Regions from separate parts of the Sus scrofa genome. Here regions 2, 3, 4, 5 and 6 are each linked to region 1. A link is a contact called in public HiChIP or PLAC-seq and promoter capture Hi-C data. All regions are on one chromosome and are shown on one strand. Each heading gives the region's core, a stretch centred on a gene start, on an enhancer-like site or on the middle of the called end of the contact. The rest is flanking DNA. Distances are from core to core; before and after follow the strand shown.

Region 1 (2,851 bases), core at 191-2,690:
GGTTACCCCGGGGCCGCCTGACACCGCCTCGAGCCACCGCGCCGGGCAGCCGAGCCTGCTTCAGCTCGGCGCCGATTCTCGCGCCCCAAAGCCGAGGAAGCGGCGGCGGCAGCATTGGTGATCACGGCGGCGGCCCAGAGCCTGGGGCCCTCGCGCCACGTACCTTTCTCTTGGGCATGGTGACGGCGGCGGGACGTAGGCGCTGGACACGGGGATGCAGTGGCGCGCGAGCTTTGGTCGGTCCAGGGGTCGCTCTCGCCTCTTCTTCACACTGCTCGGGCTCCGGGGGGTTTATAAAGTTTTTATAGCGCTGGGAGCCCCGGACCGGTTAGAACCGGATTTCACCTCCCGCCGCCGCTCATTGGCCCAGCTGGGGTCACGTGGGCGGGGTTTAAACTCACCTCCTCTGGAGGGAGTGAGGAGGGGGGTATGGGGGGGAGGGCGCGCGAGACGGCGGCGCGCCTAGGGGTGGGGGCGCAGTGGGGGAGGCGCACATCGAAGGCTATAGTTGAGAGGGGGCTGCGAGTCGGCGGGCTGTGGGTTTCGGCTCCCGCCAAGAGCTGGCTTTTGCAAACTACCAAGTTCCTTCCACCTTATGCAACCGAGCTATCCACTTCTCCAAGCCGTGCGACACTTAGGGCGCATCTCAGCCGCTTTCCTTCCTGTTCCCGCTGGGGGCCCCAGAAGAAAGGTTTGCTCAGCCTGGCCGCAATGTCCTTTGCCGGAGGCGGGAAGAAGCGCGCGGCTTCGAGGCACTGGTTGCAGTTCCCAGGGCCAAGGCTGACGCCGAAGTGGGAAAAGAGTGGAGAAGCCAGCTTGGCGCAGCTGGACGTGCATCCTTCCAAACCTCCACTCGGAGGAAGCTTTTCATGCACCTCACCTGGAAAGCGGTCCACTCGAGGTGGGTAGGGGTTCGAGGGGGGCACTTTACAAGCAGAGGTACATTTCGGGTGCAGTGGGGCAGGTAGGAGCTGTCCTTTCAGCACCCGTTGCTCAGCTGCCTCCCCAAGTATCAACGAAGCCCCCCAAAGCTTGTCGAGTGCCTCCCTTAGGTCCTTGTATTCCCACATCTCAGAACCCCGCCACAGAATGACGGAGAGTGGCCGCCAAGAAGGCTTACTAGCACTCCCCTCCCCCTAAGCTCCTCCCGCTTCGGAGACATCAAGCTCAGCTGCCCCCACCCGACGCGGTCACCAAGCCTGGGCGCTGCAAACGCAGCTGGCGAAATCCCTCCTTCCACACTGGCAGACTGGCTTCCTTTCACTTGCGCGAGGAAAAGGACAGTGGAGGAACGCGTCCGGGGGATTAGGAAACAAGTAGAGGAACAGGTGTTGAGATGGCAAAAGGGCTTTTCCAGTGGCTCCCCCTCCTCCGCCCCCAAAGCTAGGGATCTTGGAAGTAGCCAAGTGCACCTTGAGGGAGGTAGACAATTGCTGCAGCAAAACACAGTCTACTCTTGTACTGTTCGCAAACAAGTTTTACATCTAAGAATTTTTAAAATTCTGTTTGACACCCAAGAGAATACAATACGATAAATATCCTCAAGTTGGGGCTTGGCTCACAGGTGGGAGGACATTTAAATAGGTCCCACCTAGTTTCTTGAGGCAAGAGTTGAGCTGGTTTGTACAAATCACACCAGTAGAAAGCACCCACAAGGAGTTCATGTCAACTATTTGCAGTCGCTGTGCCTGTACAGCAGTGGTCCTCAGCCTCTTCTCCTCCCCACCCCTTCAGTGCCTCCTGAGGCAGCCCCTCCTCACCACACCCCACTGTGTACCTTTCCCAGAACACAGGACCTCAGGCCAAAGAGATACCAGCCTGATTAATCACTTCTGCTGTACCCCAATCTACACTGGAGAAAGTCAGACCCAGAAAGGAGACAGGACTCAACAATCATGCTCACAGGGCAGATTCCGTTTGCTGCCTCCAGCCCCTCTTTCCCGCCTTAATTGTAGGGCTCTGCATAACAGCCACATAATTCATGCCTCCCTAATTAAGGCTGTCAACAGCCCCATTGTAAAACTGGAAAATGTACAGCACCTGCTCTCTGGGAACCCTGTGCCAGGGATTGGTAGTGGGGAGTGCCAGGTGTGTGTGGGGGACTTGCCAAAGGGTACATTGATTGGCTTCTCAATCGCAGTGTCTGGCATTATGCTTGATTCTGGGAGCAGGGATGATGGCCAAGGAGTCTCTTGTGCCAGGTATCCAGGCATAGGAAGGGGAGGAGCAGACTGGAGTATAGTCAAGTTAGGGGTTTTAAAGAGTCTGCTCTTAGTACTGCTTGCAAGGCCCCACCTCACCCCTAGAGGGGGGTGCTGGGGAATCGGTTTGCAGAGAGTAAAATGTGAAGACTAAACAGAGTAGCTCTTGGGTGGTATTACCAGCTGGTGCTTGCTGCTCTGGGGCACCTGAAGCATAGAGTTGCTCAGGCCGACAGCTCTTCAAAGGCACTAATCCTCTCAGCAGCTCCTCAGTGAGGCCTGGGAGGGAGAGGTAAGGGAAAGGACACAGCCTTTCACTTGGCCCTCTTCTCCCTGCTGGGCAGCCTTGGCCTCACAAGCTGAGACTGCCATGCTGAAAATATATTGTCTCATGGGCCTACTTAGGGGCCCAGGTCAAACACGGACAGAAGCCTCAAAGAGTAAGGAGGTGGGAAGCAGAGTTGAGATGCAGAGGGCAGGAGGCAGTCAGTTGGGAGAAGTGCTTGTTTCTGTGCTCTTGGTCTTGACGTGTTCCAGGGAAGGAGGCCTGTGCTGGGTTAGATTCGCCAGGGCCTAAAGGCCCTTCTGTTACCCTGTAGCCATGGAGGGGGCCAGTCTCACTGGGGAGTGGAGCCTGGCCCCATGCCCCG
Region 2 (2,851 bases), core at 208-2,707, 380 kb before region 1:
CATCCCCAAGGCCTGGCACCAGACCTGGCTCAGAGTGCATGCTCAGAAAACTTTTGCTGAGCAAAAAGATCTAGTGATGACTGAGGGTTGGCACATATAAATAAGCCCTTTTATTTGCCCAAGTGAGAGGTTCTAAATCTGACGCTAGAATTTATCTCAACAGTTTCAATTCCTGCTTCTGGACACTTTTTCAATTCACTCAAAAATGAACTCACTTCCAAATCCAGGTGCAACAACAATTTAGGGGGGTAGGAGAAGGGAGACTTTCACATCTGCAAATTAGTAGCACTCTTCCCACAGGGACCTGAATGAGAATGGGAATGGAAGGCTCCAATGAGACACAGAATCAACAATGGACTGTGGAAAGCACACACTGGCCTAAGGATTCTGGTCCCCTCTAAGCCAGGAGCCTGTTGGATGAGCTTGGGCAAGCTCCTTCAGTTTCTTTAAAGAAAGACTAATCTTGATAGGTTTTGCTACGTTTAACTTTCCATCGTCCAAAAAACCAACTCCAGAATCTTTACTAGTTGGTCCTTATCCTTTTCCTACACATGTTATTGGGTTTGGTCACTAAGCATGAATTATGTTCTTGCACACATCAATTACTCAACAAACACTTGTTGAATGTTCGAGTCTGATTACCGAGAATTCTTCACTGTCCTTCACTTCAAGACACTACTCTCCTACAAATTCAGGAAGTAAGGATTCGTAGCTCTGTCTCAAAGAAAGAAACTGAAGCTTGGAGACATGAAACAGTCCAAGTTGTTAGGAAATGCAAAACACGCCTCCTATTCTCTCATTCAAGATCTAGAAAGACCACGTGTTAATATCACCCCCCCCACCCCCACACATCGCATACATTCTTCCGCTCGCCCCAAGTCTTGGTACATGCAAATCTCAATGCCTAGAACATCCTAAAGGATGTTCTTTGGGGGCGGCCACCAGAGGGGAAAAGGGCCGGAAGCAGGTTGGAGACTAAAGAGGGGGAAGGGATTCCAAGACTCGGGCCTTCCCAGGGGCAGATAAAGGGATGCCAGAGCTGTTAAGATGGTAACTACTGAGGGGCCCCAGGGATCCAGAACTGGTCCGAGCGCAAGACTTGCGGCGGGGAGGCCAGACTAGAAGCTGGGGTGCAATGAGAATGCGGGATCCTAAAGCCCGCAAGGCCCAGGGGTGGATCTCGTCTCTCGAAGGCAGCGAAGGGAGGAAAGAGAGTGGCTGGGCCGCCTGGGTGGGCCAGGCCAAGCCAATGCCGAGCGGGTCGTTACCTCCTGCACGCCTCCCTCGTGCTGCTGCGCCATCGCCAACAACATGCCGTCGAAACGATCCTCCTCCTGGTCTCCACCCATCTTGCCAGCTGCTAGCCACGCTCCGAAATCTGAGCTCTGCTCTCGCGTCCCGCGCTCTCGGCGCCTTCGGGTCGCGTCCGGTGCAACGGTTTCAGTCCTCCGCCTTCCGCAGCGGAGACGGAAACACGCACGCGCCCCGCTGCCTTGGCCCGCCCGCCTGCTCTCTCCTCCCGCCTCCCTTGTGGCCAGCGGCCATTGACCGTGCGGCAAGCAGCCCGCTTCACTGACCATTGGTCGACTTGCTGAGCCAATCAAAGAGCGCGTCCGTGAGCGGTGGGCGGAGTCGAAGGCCTCTGAGTTTGGTGTGAGTTGCTATGGTCACCAGGAACCTTTTGGAGCCTTCCAGAAAACCCTGGGCTCAAATCACGCGGGCCTGAAAGTTGAAAAAGCACAAACTTTGAATTTACGCCTTGAGAGTGACCGCTGAGCTTGTAGAACGGTAAAGCGTTCTTAATCATCTCTTCCAAGTTTTCCATCGGCCAACTGAGGCCCAGAAAGGAGAAGGGAACTTGCCCCAAAAGACAGCCTACCCCTGTTGTCATCACATACTCCATACAAATTGTGCAGTCGCAGGGGACCCGGACTTAGAAAGTCCCTTGGTGCTGGGGTTAATGCTCTTCTGCTGCAGTCCTGAGACTCTTAATATTTTTTAACAAGAGCCCCACCCCCAACCCCGCATTGTCATTTTGCGCAGTTTCATGCAAATTATGTAATGAGTGCTAAATTCGAACTTCACTTTTGTGCGGGACAGACCCCAGCCATCTAAGGCCAAACCCTCTACTTTTGTATTGAATTTCATCATCTTAGTCTTTTCAGGGATTCTACTCTTACTATCCTTTCCTAATTCTCCTGCATCAGAATTTTTTTTTTTCCCTACTCAATGAATCTGCATCACAATTTTCTTTCTTCTGGATCATCCCTTTTAACTTACAAATATACTTTAATGCCACTTCTTTTTTTATTCTTCTATGACCCCCCCACACAAACTTTTCTCCTCCTACCATTCCAATTTTATTTTTTTATTTTTTATTTTATTTTATTTTTTGTCTTTTTGCCTTTTCTTGAGCCGTTCCTGCGGCACATGGAGTCCAATCAGAGCTATAGCCACCGTCCTACGCCAGAGCTACAGCATCGCAAGATCCAAGCTGCATCTGCGACCCACGCCACAGCTCACTGCAACACCGGATCCTTAACCCACTGAGCAAGGCCAGGGATCGAACCCGCAACCTCATGGTTCCTAGTCAGATTCGTTAAGCACTGAGCTTCGATGGGAACTCCTATCCCAATTTTAAAATCTCTTTGACAGCAAAACTTGAAAAAAATTTGCTATACTTGTTTCTCCACTTCCTCACCTTCCGTCTCTCCTCGATTTACTCTGGTCTTTACTTAAGACTCTGACCAAGGATACAATGACCTACTTATTGCCAAAACCAGTAAAGCACTATTACAGTGCTCAGCTTCTCAGCTGCATTTGACACAGTTGACCTCTTCTTCCTTCTAGA
Region 3 (2,851 bases), core at 218-2,717, 350 kb before region 1:
CTGGGCAGCCAGTGCTCAGGGGTGCCTGAGGCCCTGGATAGTGATGGCCAGCACCCCAGATGCAAGCGTGGATTGGGGTGAGTATGGCTGAGGGACTTCCCAGGGAGCCCAAGGGAGCCTTTCAACTCTACCCTGGTTCCCCCTGCCCTCTGGTTTTGGCTTAGGTGCTAGAGACTCCCTAGGGAATGACTTTCAAAGCAGAATTAGAAAGAAAAAAAGTAGGACTGGCACTGTTTTTTTCAAGACCAAGATCTCAGGCTTGATAGGATCATTAACTTCCTGCAGGAGTCATTCCCCCAAGTCTGAGCAGTGTAGCCTGGATGATTGCTGTTAGGGATGCAGAGTGGTGACAGTTGTTCTCAATTTTGTCTACTGTTTAAAATGAAAGCGGTGAGGCCGCTAGTTTTTGGTGCTATCTATAGATGGATAAGGGGGCTGGAGAGCAAAGATTTAGATTTAAATGCTTTGTCTTTGGGACAGACTATATACGCGTAGCTATTTCCTGTCCTTTCCAACCCCTTTACTGAGGTAAGAGAGCTGCCCTCTCACTGAGAGCCCTTTTTAATCCAGGTACCATGGAGAGAAGCTGCAGCCATTTGGGCAACTGAAGAGACCCCGTGGAACTGGCTTGGGGCTGATCTCCACCATCTATGATGAGCCCCTGCCCCAGGACCAGGGGGAGTCGCTGCTCCGCCGCCAGCCACCCACCAGTATGAAGTTTCGTACAGACATGGCTTTTGTGAGAGGTTCCAGCTGTGCCTTGGACAGCCCTTCAGAGCCTGAGTGACAGGTCCAGGGGCTTCCTTAATCAGGATCACTCATAATTGCACAGTGGCAGCCCTCTATACGGTCTTATCTAATGCCAAAGCAAAAAGAACTCTGGGAGCAGCAATCTGCCCTAGCCTGTTCAGGATGCTTTTTTAGAACTTGCCTCCTGGCTGTCTACCTCAGGGGCATTTTGACAAAAAGTCCCCAATCCTCCCTTTTGATGAAACGGCTTAATGACCTCTCCCTGGTGGCCGCCTAACCCTGGTCTGTTTGGGCTTGCTCCTGTTGCTTCCCCCAGTACGATGAAAAGCCAAACTGCCTGAGATTACCAGCACAACTTCCCGTGGGGAGGGGTAGGGAGGTCGCCACGAAGCCCAGAAGGAGGGGAAAAGGGACATGGAAGAGGAGAAGATTTGCGCTCTGAAGAGACGGTTTGGGGGCCGGCCCTCCTTCGCCTCTCCCCTTAACTGGCTGGGACCGGGCAGCGGAGAGTCTAAGGCAGTTATCCCGAGTCTGAGACCTAATGGGAGAATAAAGGAGTGTATTACCGAATTTCTCCTCTTCTAACTTGGGCTTGGCGGAAGGTGGGGGAAAACCCTGAAAAGTTCTTCCTGGACCTGCTTACGCCTCATGCTTCGGCGCCGCCACGCCCCTCGGCGCCAAGCTATGTCGTCACTGTAAAGGCGGGACTTCCTCTCCGGCCCTCGCTGTTTCCGGCGTTGTACGGAAGTCGGGTGCTGGTCTGGTCAGTGCCTGGCCATTTGGTCCCCTTACAGCGCGCCTTTTCCAGCTCTCTCTCCTTAGGCGGCTTCCGGGTATCGCTGCCAGTCCCCAGCCAAGTGCAGTTAGGGGAACCCATTGCCCTCGGCTCTTGTCTGCGGTGCGGCTCCCCCCTTGCTTCCTCTCTGAACTTGTCTGCTACGCACTTCCTCTCACTTGTCTGAGCCGTGTGCCGCCCATGGCAGGGGCCGCTCAGACCACGGCCTTTGGGCAAGCGGTGATCGGCCCGCCGGGCTCGGGGAAGACCACGTACTGCCTGGGCATGAGTGAGTTTCTGCGAGCGCTGGGCCGGCGCGTGGCGGTGGTGAACCTGGACCCGGCCAACGAGGGGCTGCCATATGAGTGCGCCGTAGATGTGGGCGAGCTGGTGGGCCTGAGCGACGTTATGGACGAGCTGCAGCTGGGGCCCAACGGCGGTCTGCTGTACTGCATGGAGTACCTAGAGGCCAACCTGGACTGGCTGCGCGCGAAACTCGACCCCCTTCGCGGCCACTACTTCCTCTTTGACTGCCCTGGTCAAGTGGAGCTCTGCACGCACCACGGAGCCCTGCGCAGCATCTTCTCCCAGATGACGCAGTGGGACCTCAGGGTGCGTCTGGGATCTGGCCCATTTTGCGGATGGAGGAACTGAGACGGAGAGGACAGATGCCACGCCCCCATGTCCCATAGCTAAGTATGGGGTAGAATTGCTCTGAAGTAAAACAAGTGTGAATTCGAATTCTGGCTCTACCACTGACTCGGTGTGTGGTCCTGGGAAAGTCAGTTTCATTCTCTGAACCTCAGTTTTCTCATCTGTATAATGAATGTGTTAGTACCCAACTTAGAATTATTGGAAGTATGGAAAGGGTTATGTGGAAAGTGGCATGGTGGTTGTGATTTGGTGGGCAAAAGAAAGTTAAAGAATAGAGTCAGATGCAGTGGGAATTGTACCAGTTGCCTGCAGGAAAGAAATGCCCCATATTTCCTGGGATAAGGAGATGACTCTATTAGAATGAACAGAAGCAGGAGGAGACTAATGGGAAGATTTGCCCTTTGTCCTCAGAAGTCCCCGGTCTGATGGGGAGACATAGGCCCTAATGTTCCTTGCCTCCCCAGGCCACTCTCACCCTGTCTCTTCCTTCCCTCCCAGCTGACTGCTGTCCACCTGGTGGATTCTCACTATTGCACAGACCCTGCCAAGTTCATTTCAGTACTGTGTACCTCCCTAGCCACCATGCTGCATGTGGAGCTCCCCCATGTCAACCTCCTCTCCAAGATGGACCTCATTGAACACTATGGGAAGCTGGGTAAGAGCTCCTGTCCT
Region 4 (2,851 bases), core at 171-2,670, 330 kb before region 1:
TTCCAGTCTTGCCTACAGGTCACTGAGCCAGCCCTGTGGGAGCTCAGGGTCTCTGTAAATCATGCACCTATTCCTGATCCGTCCCTCCGCAATAAGTGGAAAAGTCAGGAGGAGTGTCACAGGGGAACTTTATTGAGAGGAAACATGGTCACACCCAGCAGACATGATTTCCCTCTCATCCTCGGTCTTGTTGGCTGCGCAGGCGCGCACACACACTCTAGCGCTCGCGCGCGCTCTCTCGCTCTCGCTCTCTCTCATCTACAGTCTCTGCCACACAGTTCAGCTCTCAGCCACAAGGGTGGGACACTCCTCAATTCCTAAGATCCAGAGGCAGGGGGGCAGGAGCGGGGAATCAGGAGGAAGTGGCTGGGCTCAGGGGAGGGGTCTGGGCGGGGTGCAGAGAGCGGGTCAGGGTGGGACGACCAGTGGTCGGAGCACCTGACAGCTGCAGGAAGCTTGGAATCCTCCGGCTCCAGGTGGCCTCAGCTCTGCTGGTTCCTCTCCGTGGAGCCTTTTTGAGCTGGGGCAGGGCATCTGGGGAGAAGGGTTGGGCTTCCCACCCCATACAAGTCCTCTCTGCCAAGAGTGGGGGACTGGAGCAGGCAGGGCAGGGCAGGGAGGGCGGCGGGTGCGGCTCAGCTCTGGGGCTCCTCAGGCGCCTCGCCCCCCTCTTCCCCGGCGTTGTCGGCGGTCCACAGCGTCAGGTTGTCCCGCAGCAGCTGCATGATGAGGGTGCTGTCTTTGTAGGAGTCCTCGCTGAGAGTGTGCAGGTCAGCCATGGCCTCGTCGAAGGTGGTCTTGGCCAGGGAGATGGCCTCCTCTGGGCTGTTGGCGATCTCATAGTGGAAGACAGAAAAGTTCAGGGCCAGGCCCAGGCGGATGGGGTTGGTGGGTGGCATCTCTTTCTTGCTGATGTCCATGGCCTCCTGGTAGGCGGAGCGGGCTGAGTCGATGATGCGCTTCTTGTCGTCCCCCGTGGCCACCTCGGCCAGGTAACGGTAGTAGTCACCCTTCATTTTCAGGTAGAAGACCCGACTCTCCGCGTCACCGGCCTCCTTGATGAGATGGGTGTTCAGCAAGCCAAGCACCGTGTCACACACACCCCGGAGCTCCTTCTCCACCTTCTCCCGATATTCTCGCACCTCAGGGCCCTTCTCTTCCGAGCCTTCCTCATTGCTCTTCTGCTCAATACTGGACAGGACCCTCCACGCAGCCCGCTGACCACCCACCACATTCTTGTAGGCCACTGAGAGCAGGTTGCGCTCTTCGCAAGACAGCTCCTCACCCTTTTCCACGGCGCTCTTCATGAAGGCTGCCATGTCCTCATAGCGTTCAGCCTGCTCGGCCAACTTGGCCTTCTGGATCACACTGGCTCTCTCCATGGCTCTGGGGACAGACAGATGGGCAGGTGGAGAGCTAACTGGCTGCCTCGGGACCAAGGCCGGATTCTGCGCCTCTCCGGCTGCCTGCCTGCCTTTTGGCTGGAAGGCCAGGCCCGGAGAAGGGTGGGGAGGGGCAGAGGGCGGGCCCAGGACTTGCCTCCCTCTCCTCTCCCCCCTCCCCCCACACCCTTTCCGCCTCTTCCTTAAAGGTAAAAGGGCTGGGATGTGGGGGGGTGAGTCATCCTGACTGTCAGCAGGAGAAATTTGGGCGTTGGCTCCACCTGCACCGATACCTTTCCAGGCTCCAGGCTGCCGCCTCTGGGTCAGGGCTTCCATTATATGGGTGCACACGTTAGGGAGCTGCCCCAGTTTCTCAAATCAGATCCCTCTTCACTGCATCCTTCCTGGGGCTCAGGATGGCTTCAGCTACCTGGCCACTATGGACCTAGGCAGAGCCCATAAAGCCAGGTGCAGGAGAAGGGGGTGCCTAATCTGGCCAGGAGTGGTTCCTCCACTGGTTTAGGTGAAATAACTCATTGTCTAGGTAGGGCTATAGTTTCCCAAGCACCTCATACCCATGGTCTAACTTAATCCCTGCTATCTTGGTGAGATGGGCAGGGCTGTGGCTACTACTCCCACTGTAGAGAGGGGAATACTGAGGCTCAGAGAGGGATGAGATTTGCTCAAGGTCACACAGTTACTAAGTTGGACTTCTCTCCCATTCAGGCTTCTGACTTGTGAGCTCCAGACTGTATTTAGAAGGGAGATGTAGGCTTCTTCTGGAGTCTACCTGAAATGCTTACACCCCACCCCCCAACTCCTCTCTCCCCCTCAGGTCCCATCCCTTCTGAGCTCCCAGAATGCACAGGTGGCAGCTTTCAGGGTGCCACTTAATGAGGTGTTTAACGAGCAGCCTCTGACGCTCCAGCCCAGCCTTTGTAATTAGTCACCCAGTAGGTTTTTTGGATACCTTCCCCATCACAGCACAATTTTCCCTTTCAAGTTGGTGGCCTGTTGCCACTTGTGTGAGGACTTACCCTCTGGCTCTCCACGCCAGGTTACCTGCCACCACCCCCCCCGCCCCGCAAGCCGCCTGCCATCATGTATCAGTGGGGCTCACAGAGGGTGGGGACCCAGCTCACTAGCTGTCCCACTTTCCTGCCTGAATCAGCCTGCCCTTTGTCAGAGGCTAGGAAGAAGGCCGCCTGGGTGCTCAGCCCAGTGCGGCTGCGGGGGGAACTGAGAAAAAGGAGGCAGCCATGACACATGCCATTTTGTTTTAGGGGGCAGCTGTCCCCTCTGAGTGCTCCCTTCCCCAGCCTCTCTCTCAGAAGTTTCCCTGCCCCTTCCCTTTGACCATGGCCCCACCTCTGACCCCTGGCACAGGCCTCAGAGATGGAGACTTCTCTATTGCTAATCTTCTGTCCCTGTTTGCTGGGGTGCTGTCTCTGTGTCAGCCAAGAATTTCA
Region 5 (2,851 bases), core at 125-2,624, 300 kb before region 1:
CTCTTGAAAAATAGCAAGGCACTGCAGCTGTTCCTGCCGTGAACAGGACAGAGGGTGCTCCGGAGCACTGGGAAGGGAAAGGAAGCCAGGAGTCAGGAGGTGGGGGGCAGGGGCCTGGGAGATGTCTGGGGGGACTGGGGGAGGCAGGGGTAAGGACAGGAAGCTCTGGAACAAAAAATAAGGAAGGTGCTGGAGAGGAAAGGGGAGGCCTGAGTGGCCCAAAGATGTTTGAGGGCCTAGAGAGAGAATGGCCAAGGGGAAAACAGGGGTGGGGGGGCAGTGCTGAGAGTGGAGAGGGGACCTAGAGGGACCTTGGAGGGATCCTGGAAGATGGCCTTGAAATTTCAAAGGGGAGAATATGGCCAAAGGATAAGGAAGAAATTCAAAAACTGTCTGGAAGGGATATAAAGAAAAGATGCCCCACGGGGTCCGAAAGAAACTAGAAGGCAGGCAAGGGGATAGGTGAGGAGAGGGGATCCATCCAAGGAGCTGGGGGGCCTGGTGCAGGCTCTGAGAGGGCAGAGAGGATGGGGGCCTCGAGGCACATGGGAGGGCCATGTTCCTGGCAGAGGCCAGCAAAGGCAGAGTGCCAGGGAAGGATGGGGGTGCTAGGGAGGGGCCGGAGGACCAGCTTAGATGGCGATCCAAACTAGCATGGGAGGATGACCAGTCTGGGAGGGCTGGAGGGGACCCGGAAGGACAGACAGAAGATAAGGAGATTGGAGAGGCCTGAGGGCAGATTCTGAGAAGCACAGGGAGGATGCGGCCCGGGAGGAGCCTGGCAGGTGCTGGGAAGGGCAGAGTGCCCCGGGAGGTGGGAGAGCCCAGCAGGGGACCAAAGGGGCTGGAGCGCCCAGAGAGGCCTGAGCAAGGGGGGTGCGCCCCAGGGGTCAAAGGGGACCGGAGGGAATGGGGCGCCTCAGGGGGCGGGGACGCGGGGCGCCGCCAAACTCACTCGAAGACGAAGAAGAGGACGGTGGTGGTGAGGATGAGCAGCAGCGTGAGGGCGAAGACGCCGCCGTGGCCGGCGAGCATGAGGCGGCCGCCGCAGTAGAAGCGGTTGCGGCCCGGGAACACCTCCCACTTGCGCCGCGGGCGGCGGCCGATGCTGCCGCTGCCACTGCCGCTGCCACTGCCGCTCCAGCGCGGCGCGGCGGCGGCGGGCGGCGGGGGCCCGGGGCCCGGGCCGGGGGGCGCGGCGGGGCCGGGGCGCCGCGCCCCGGGGGAGGCGGGCGGCGGAGCGGCCCCGGGGCTGATCTGCTGGTACTCACAGTCCTTCATGCGGCCAGCCGCGGACCTCGGCTCCGCGCCCCGCGGGCCGGCCGGGCCGCACCGGGACCGGGGCCGAGCAGAGGAGGCGGTGGCGGCGGCGGCGGCGGCGGCGGCGGCGCGCGCGGCGCTCGCTCGCAGGGGGCGGCCCCACGGCCGCCCTGCCCCGCCCCGCGCGGCCTCCCGCCGCAGCGCCCCCTCCGCCCGGGGCCGGGATGGCGCACGGGCCAGCGGCCCGGTCCTGACCCAGGGCCCTGGCCAATACCCTGCCGCCCGATGCCTGCTGCACAAGGATGGCGCAGCAGAGGCGCGTTCGGGACTCTTTCTCTTCTTTTGCGATTAAACCCTTTGTCGGGCGTCCCCTGTGTGCCAGGCACCGTGCCAAGCGCCGAGATTCAAGAGGTGGATTTCGTGATCTACTTCTGGGCATCTGTATTTCCAGGGTCAGGCTTTACCCATCTCTGATGACTTGCTGGACAGGCATTTGAGAGGCAGGCAGGGGGGCAGAAGGGGACACAATCCGCTTTGAAAGCGAGCGGCTTGTTCACTACGGTCTTGAAGTTCAACGTGCCAAAGGAGGAAGTACGGCACGTCCTCTGTCCTCCCTCGCCCAGCTCTGCGGTCCAGCTTTCCTATCACCTAATGCAGGGTTGATACCACAGGGCCCAAGTGGTTCTTCAAGAATTCCGAGTGTATTAGTTTTCTATTGGTGGGTAACAAAGTACCACAAATTTAGTGGTTTAAAACACCAGGTTTTGTATCTCACAGTTTCCAGGTCAGAAGCTGCAGCACAGCTTAGCTGAGTCCTTTCCTCAGTCTCAGAAGGCTGCAGTCAAGGTGTCAGCAAGGCTCATGCCCCTCTGGAGACCCAGCTGGAGAAGAGAACACCTGCAAACCCGCTCAGGTTTTGTTGGCAGAAAACTATTTCCTTGTGACTTCTGACTGAGGGCTGGGATTTTTGCTGGCTGTCAGCTAGAGGCCTCTCTGAGGTCCCAGCGGCCACTTGCGGTTCCTTGAGGTCACACAGTTCCTTGCCCTGCGGTTTTTGCCAGTATGGCCAGTTACTTCGCCAAGCCCACGAGGAGAGGCTCTAGCTCCAGTCTGCTAACACCCAATTTTATATAACCTAACTTACCTATGTAACGGGAGTGACAGCCCAGCGTTCTCACCATATTCTACAGGTTAGAAGCAAGTCACAAGCCCCACTTGAGCTTAAGAGGAGAGGATCACACGAATGAGTGAATACCGGGAGGCAGGAATCACTGAGGCTCACCTTAGGGTCTGTCCGCCACACTGGGGTTACTAGAAAACCTAAAGAAACGTATAGGCAGAGAGAGTTGGAGACTGGAATAGGAGAGAATAAGAGAGGAAGTTGGAATACGGGATGTGGAGGGGTAGAAAGGCAGTAACAGTGACCTCAAGGATCGCTCATTGTTGGGAGTTCCCGTTGTGGCTCAGTGGTTAACGAATCCGACTAGGAACCATGAGGTTGCATGTTCAATCCCTGGCCTTGCTCAGTGGGTTAAGGATCTGGCGTTGTGGTGAGCTGTGATGTAGGTCGCAGACGTGGCTCAGATCCCGT
Region 6 (2,851 bases), core at 130-2,629, 270 kb before region 1:
CAGCGGTAGTTTGTGAATCTACCCAACAGTTCCAATATCTGACTCGCTGAATCGAAAGGATTCGCGGGAACAGGCACAGCCAGCCTCACACGTCCGCTGGTTGCCTATCCTAGCGTTTATTCACTTTTTCCCTTCTTTCACTTCCCACCCACATGCAGAGGAGTTGGGAACAGAAGAGCACGTAACCCACCTCTGCCTCTTCACCAGGCTTCCATTCTTCCTTTCCTCTCTCTAGAGTCAAGCTCTAGACCCAGCGACAACAGAAGACGTGCAGCCTACCCTTAACTTACAGGTAAACCGAGTGAAAATAAAACCAGTGAGCTCCCTCTCTGCTCATTGAGGGCCTCACTTCCCAACAACCCCTCTAACGAAATCACAGATTCTGAACTGGCAGGGCACTTAGAGAGCAACCAGTTTTACCCTGTTTTCCTGTGAGATAAATATGCCCAGGGTAATAAAATCTCCAGAGTTTTTCCACCAGAGATCTCATTACACCCCATGAGGCCTGTGTAATTACAATCGCCATTTTATGGATGTGGAAACTGAGGCTCGCTGGGGTCAGGTGGCACAGCCAAAGCAATATTTAAAGAGAATGTCTTTTCTTTTCCTTTTTTTCCCTTCTGAAACCTCATAGTCTACCAGCCCTCACTCCTGCCAAAAGGGTTGCAGTCTTCCAGAAACTGGATTACAAGCCGGGTCTCCAAGCCCAGTACTTGTCTGACAGCGCAAGCTCTTGCTGTTTGTACTCAAGGCAGGGAGGGCCCAATCTGGGCCGATAGGAAAACCTGTGGAATTGGAGCCCTAGTTTCTCTGGATAAGATTAACATCCTCTGTGGGGTAGGGAGGTCGCTCTGACCCAAGGTCCTCAGGACCAGAGGTTTTGCTAGCTGCCGCGAGGCAGAGGCCATCTTTCCCAAGCCCAGCCGGGTCCGAAGCCCGTTCTCGCGTTCTCCTTTTCGGACGTAGTCCCAACCAGGGACTGGGCATCTCCTCTCCACAAAGGGGACACGGCTCAGCGGTTAACTCCCGAGGGAACCGGTGGGGCCCGGTCCGGCCTAGGGCCGGAAGGCAGGGGCGGGCTGCAGGCTGTAAAGGAAGAGGCGGCACTGGGAGGCCGCTATGGCGGAGGGGCGGGGCTCCTCGCTTCTCGCGGCCTCCGCCTCATTTCCCTCGGCCTCCGTTTGACAACTTCCCTCCCCCTGGAACTCCTAGGCTCCCAAGCTGGCGCCGGGTCCCCGGCACCCGCTGCTCTCAACCTCCCAGGCGGGGCCCGAACCTTAGCTCGTCCATCCGGGGCCCCGAGCGGTCGCGCCTGCGCACTGGCTCCGCCGATGGCGGCCCCGCCCCGCTCCTGCCGGGATTCTGAGCTGCCCCGCCCCCCTCCGCGGCGGCCATGTTGACTCCGGGCGAGTGGGGCGGGGACGAAGGATCTCGCGGTTCCGCGCCAACCCCACCCCCACCCCACCCCCGCATTGGCACCTTCCTGCCTTGGTGACACCTGAGGAATTCCAACTCCTCAAGCCCCTTCCCCCGCCTTCATTTAGCCCGTCGGGGCTGCTGGCTTAGAGTCGATGCTCTTGGCCCAGTTCCGCCCCGCAAACACCAACTGAGTTGCCCTGTGGGCCGAGGCTCTCGGAGTTGGGGGCTGCCCTGCGGCCTCTTCGCAGAAGCCCGAGCCGCACTTTCCCTGCTGTTCGGCAACAACAGGTCAGCACAGGGCCTGGAGCAATAGCTGTTCTTCTTTGAATAGAAAAAGAAGCCTTTTGGGGTTTCTGTGGCCAGCAGCGGCACCGTGCGTCCTGGTTGTGAAGAAAGTGGGGGTTCCCCCTGGCTTTCCCCTCCTCCAGCTACTAAAGACCTGTCCTGCTTCGGTCCTCAGCCCCAGCTCAGGTGACTAATGAGGATGGTGAAGGAAACTTTAGAGGACCCCCCCACACCGCCCCGGGACTCCTTCAAGCAGTTTCTCTCGTAGGAAGCGGGGCCAAAAAAGAAAAAAAAAAAAGAAGAAGCAGCTAACTCAACAAAACTGTCTGTTAGGGAGGAGCGGCCAGTTGGTGCCCCTGTAACGGAAACTGTTAGAACAACTTTGCACCCTCCTTAAAGGAAATAGATAATAAATCCTTCTCCGTTGGTGGATTTCTCATTTCTCAGGATTCCAAAGCCCTCTGTGGTTTCAGTTATCTGCCCTCCAAACGAAGCTAGGGTCTGTGTTAGCTTCTGGCCACAGCCCTGGCTGAGGGAGGGGTTTATCTTCCGCAGCAGCTAATAGGGTGGGAACAAAAGAACTGTTTGCTATCTCTCCAAGCAATGACAACTAGCCCACAGCAGTTCTGGGGGGCCAGAGACTGGATCTTTTGATTCTTTATTGCTCATTTTAGGTCCTGAGACCTAAACTTCCTCAGGTTTTGTTGCGTTTAAGGTGGATAAATCACATTTTCATCCTGGTGTGTTGGAGGAGAAGGGGTAAAATGGAGTTTAAAAGACTCTTCTCCCAGGTTTTATGGTGACATACCTTGTTCTCAAAAGCTCCAGAGGCATGTGAGTGAATCAGCAAAGCTGTGGGGCACACTGCTGACTGGGGCCTAAGGTTGTGGCTTGAATCTCTAGAAGTCTATGAGGCTCCAAGCAGCACTCTGTTTGCAGAAACAAAATTGAGAAATGAACTATCCTTCCTTTGTGAGAAAGACATGCATTCTTAAGGTTCCCTCTGTCCACATCAAGTTTCCTCAAAAATCTATTTGTAAAAAGGACAGGGGCCTCTTCTGACAAGTCAGAATGTTTTCTAAAGCTCAGCTGTCATCCTTCAGATCTTCAGCTCTACTTTCTTGCAATTTCTCCTTCCTTTCCTTCT

What was found. Promoter capture Hi-C pulls out the DNA fragments that hold promoters and counts their contacts. HiChIP or PLAC-seq counts read pairs in DNA pulled down with a chosen protein or histone mark.
Region 2: an H3K27ac HiChIP or PLAC-seq map of alveolar macrophages shows a contact between it and region 1. The contact joins the promoter of NUDC here to the promoter of HMGN2 in region 1. A contact is called at or near these places in 2 of 2 datasets of contacts at active chromatin or transcription factors (alveolar macrophages and skeletal muscle).
Region 3: a contact with region 1 is called in a promoter capture Hi-C map of fetal liver, with 2.7 times the contacts expected there. The contact joins the promoter of GPN2 here to the promoter of HMGN2 in region 1. A contact is called at or near these places in 2 of 5 promoter capture datasets (fetal liver and liver) and 1 of 2 datasets of contacts at active chromatin or transcription factors (alveolar macrophages).
Region 4: a promoter capture Hi-C map of fetal skeletal muscle shows a contact between it and region 1, with 6 times the contacts expected there. The contact joins the promoter of SFN here to the promoter of HMGN2 in region 1. A contact is called at or near these places in 2 of 5 promoter capture datasets (fetal liver and fetal skeletal muscle) and 1 of 2 datasets of contacts at active chromatin or transcription factors (alveolar macrophages).
Region 5: an H3K27ac HiChIP or PLAC-seq map of alveolar macrophages shows a contact between it and region 1. The contact joins the promoter of ZDHHC18 here to the promoter of HMGN2 in region 1. A contact is called at or near these places in 1 of 47 Hi-C or Micro-C datasets (epiblast stem cells) and 1 of 2 datasets of contacts at active chromatin or transcription factors (alveolar macrophages).
Region 6: an H3K27ac HiChIP or PLAC-seq map of alveolar macrophages shows a contact between it and region 1. The contact joins the promoter of PIGV here to the promoter of HMGN2 in region 1. A contact is called at or near these places in 1 of 5 promoter capture datasets (fetal skeletal muscle) and 2 of 2 datasets of contacts at active chromatin or transcription factors (alveolar macrophages and skeletal muscle).

Annotation. Positions count from the first base shown.
Region 1 is chr6:83,855,703-83,858,553 of Sscrofa11.1, reverse strand. HMGN2 (high mobility group nucleosomal binding domain 2) reads right to left here and starts at 1,440. Exons shown (of 7, transcript NM_001244114.1): 1 at 1,429-1,440; 2 at 164-261. The coding sequence starts at 178.
Region 2 is chr6:84,237,301-84,240,151 of Sscrofa11.1, reverse strand. NUDC (nuclear distribution C, dynein complex regulator) reads right to left here and starts at 1,457. Exons shown (of 9, transcript NM_001243803.1): 1 at 1,269-1,457. The coding sequence starts at 1,349.
Region 3 is chr6:84,208,345-84,211,195 of Sscrofa11.1, reverse strand. GPN2 (GPN-loop GTPase 2) reads left to right here and starts at 1,467. Exons shown (of 5, transcript XM_003127718.4): 1 at 1,467-2,137; 2 at 2,678-2,834. The coding sequence starts at 1,727. GPATCH3 (GPN-loop GTPase 2) reads left to right here. Exons shown (of 11, transcript XM_003127719.5): 6 at 1-77; 7 at 571-2,288; 8 at 2,678-2,834. The coding sequence ends at 787.
Region 4 is chr6:84,187,090-84,189,940 of Sscrofa11.1, reverse strand. SFN (stratifin) reads right to left here and starts at 1,420. Exons shown (of 1, transcript NM_001044564.1): 1 at 117-1,420. The coding sequence starts at 1,382. The coding sequence ends at 636.
Region 5 is chr6:84,152,377-84,155,227 of Sscrofa11.1, reverse strand. It overlaps ZDHHC18 (palmitoyltransferase ZDHHC18), which reads right to left and starts at 1,374. Exons shown (of 9, transcript XM_013988799.2): 1 at 956-1,374. The coding sequence starts at 1,281.
Region 6 is chr6:84,128,439-84,131,289 of Sscrofa11.1, reverse strand. It overlaps PIGV (GPI mannosyltransferase 2), which reads right to left and starts at 1,379. Exons shown (of 4, transcript XM_003356221.4): 1 at 1,277-1,379.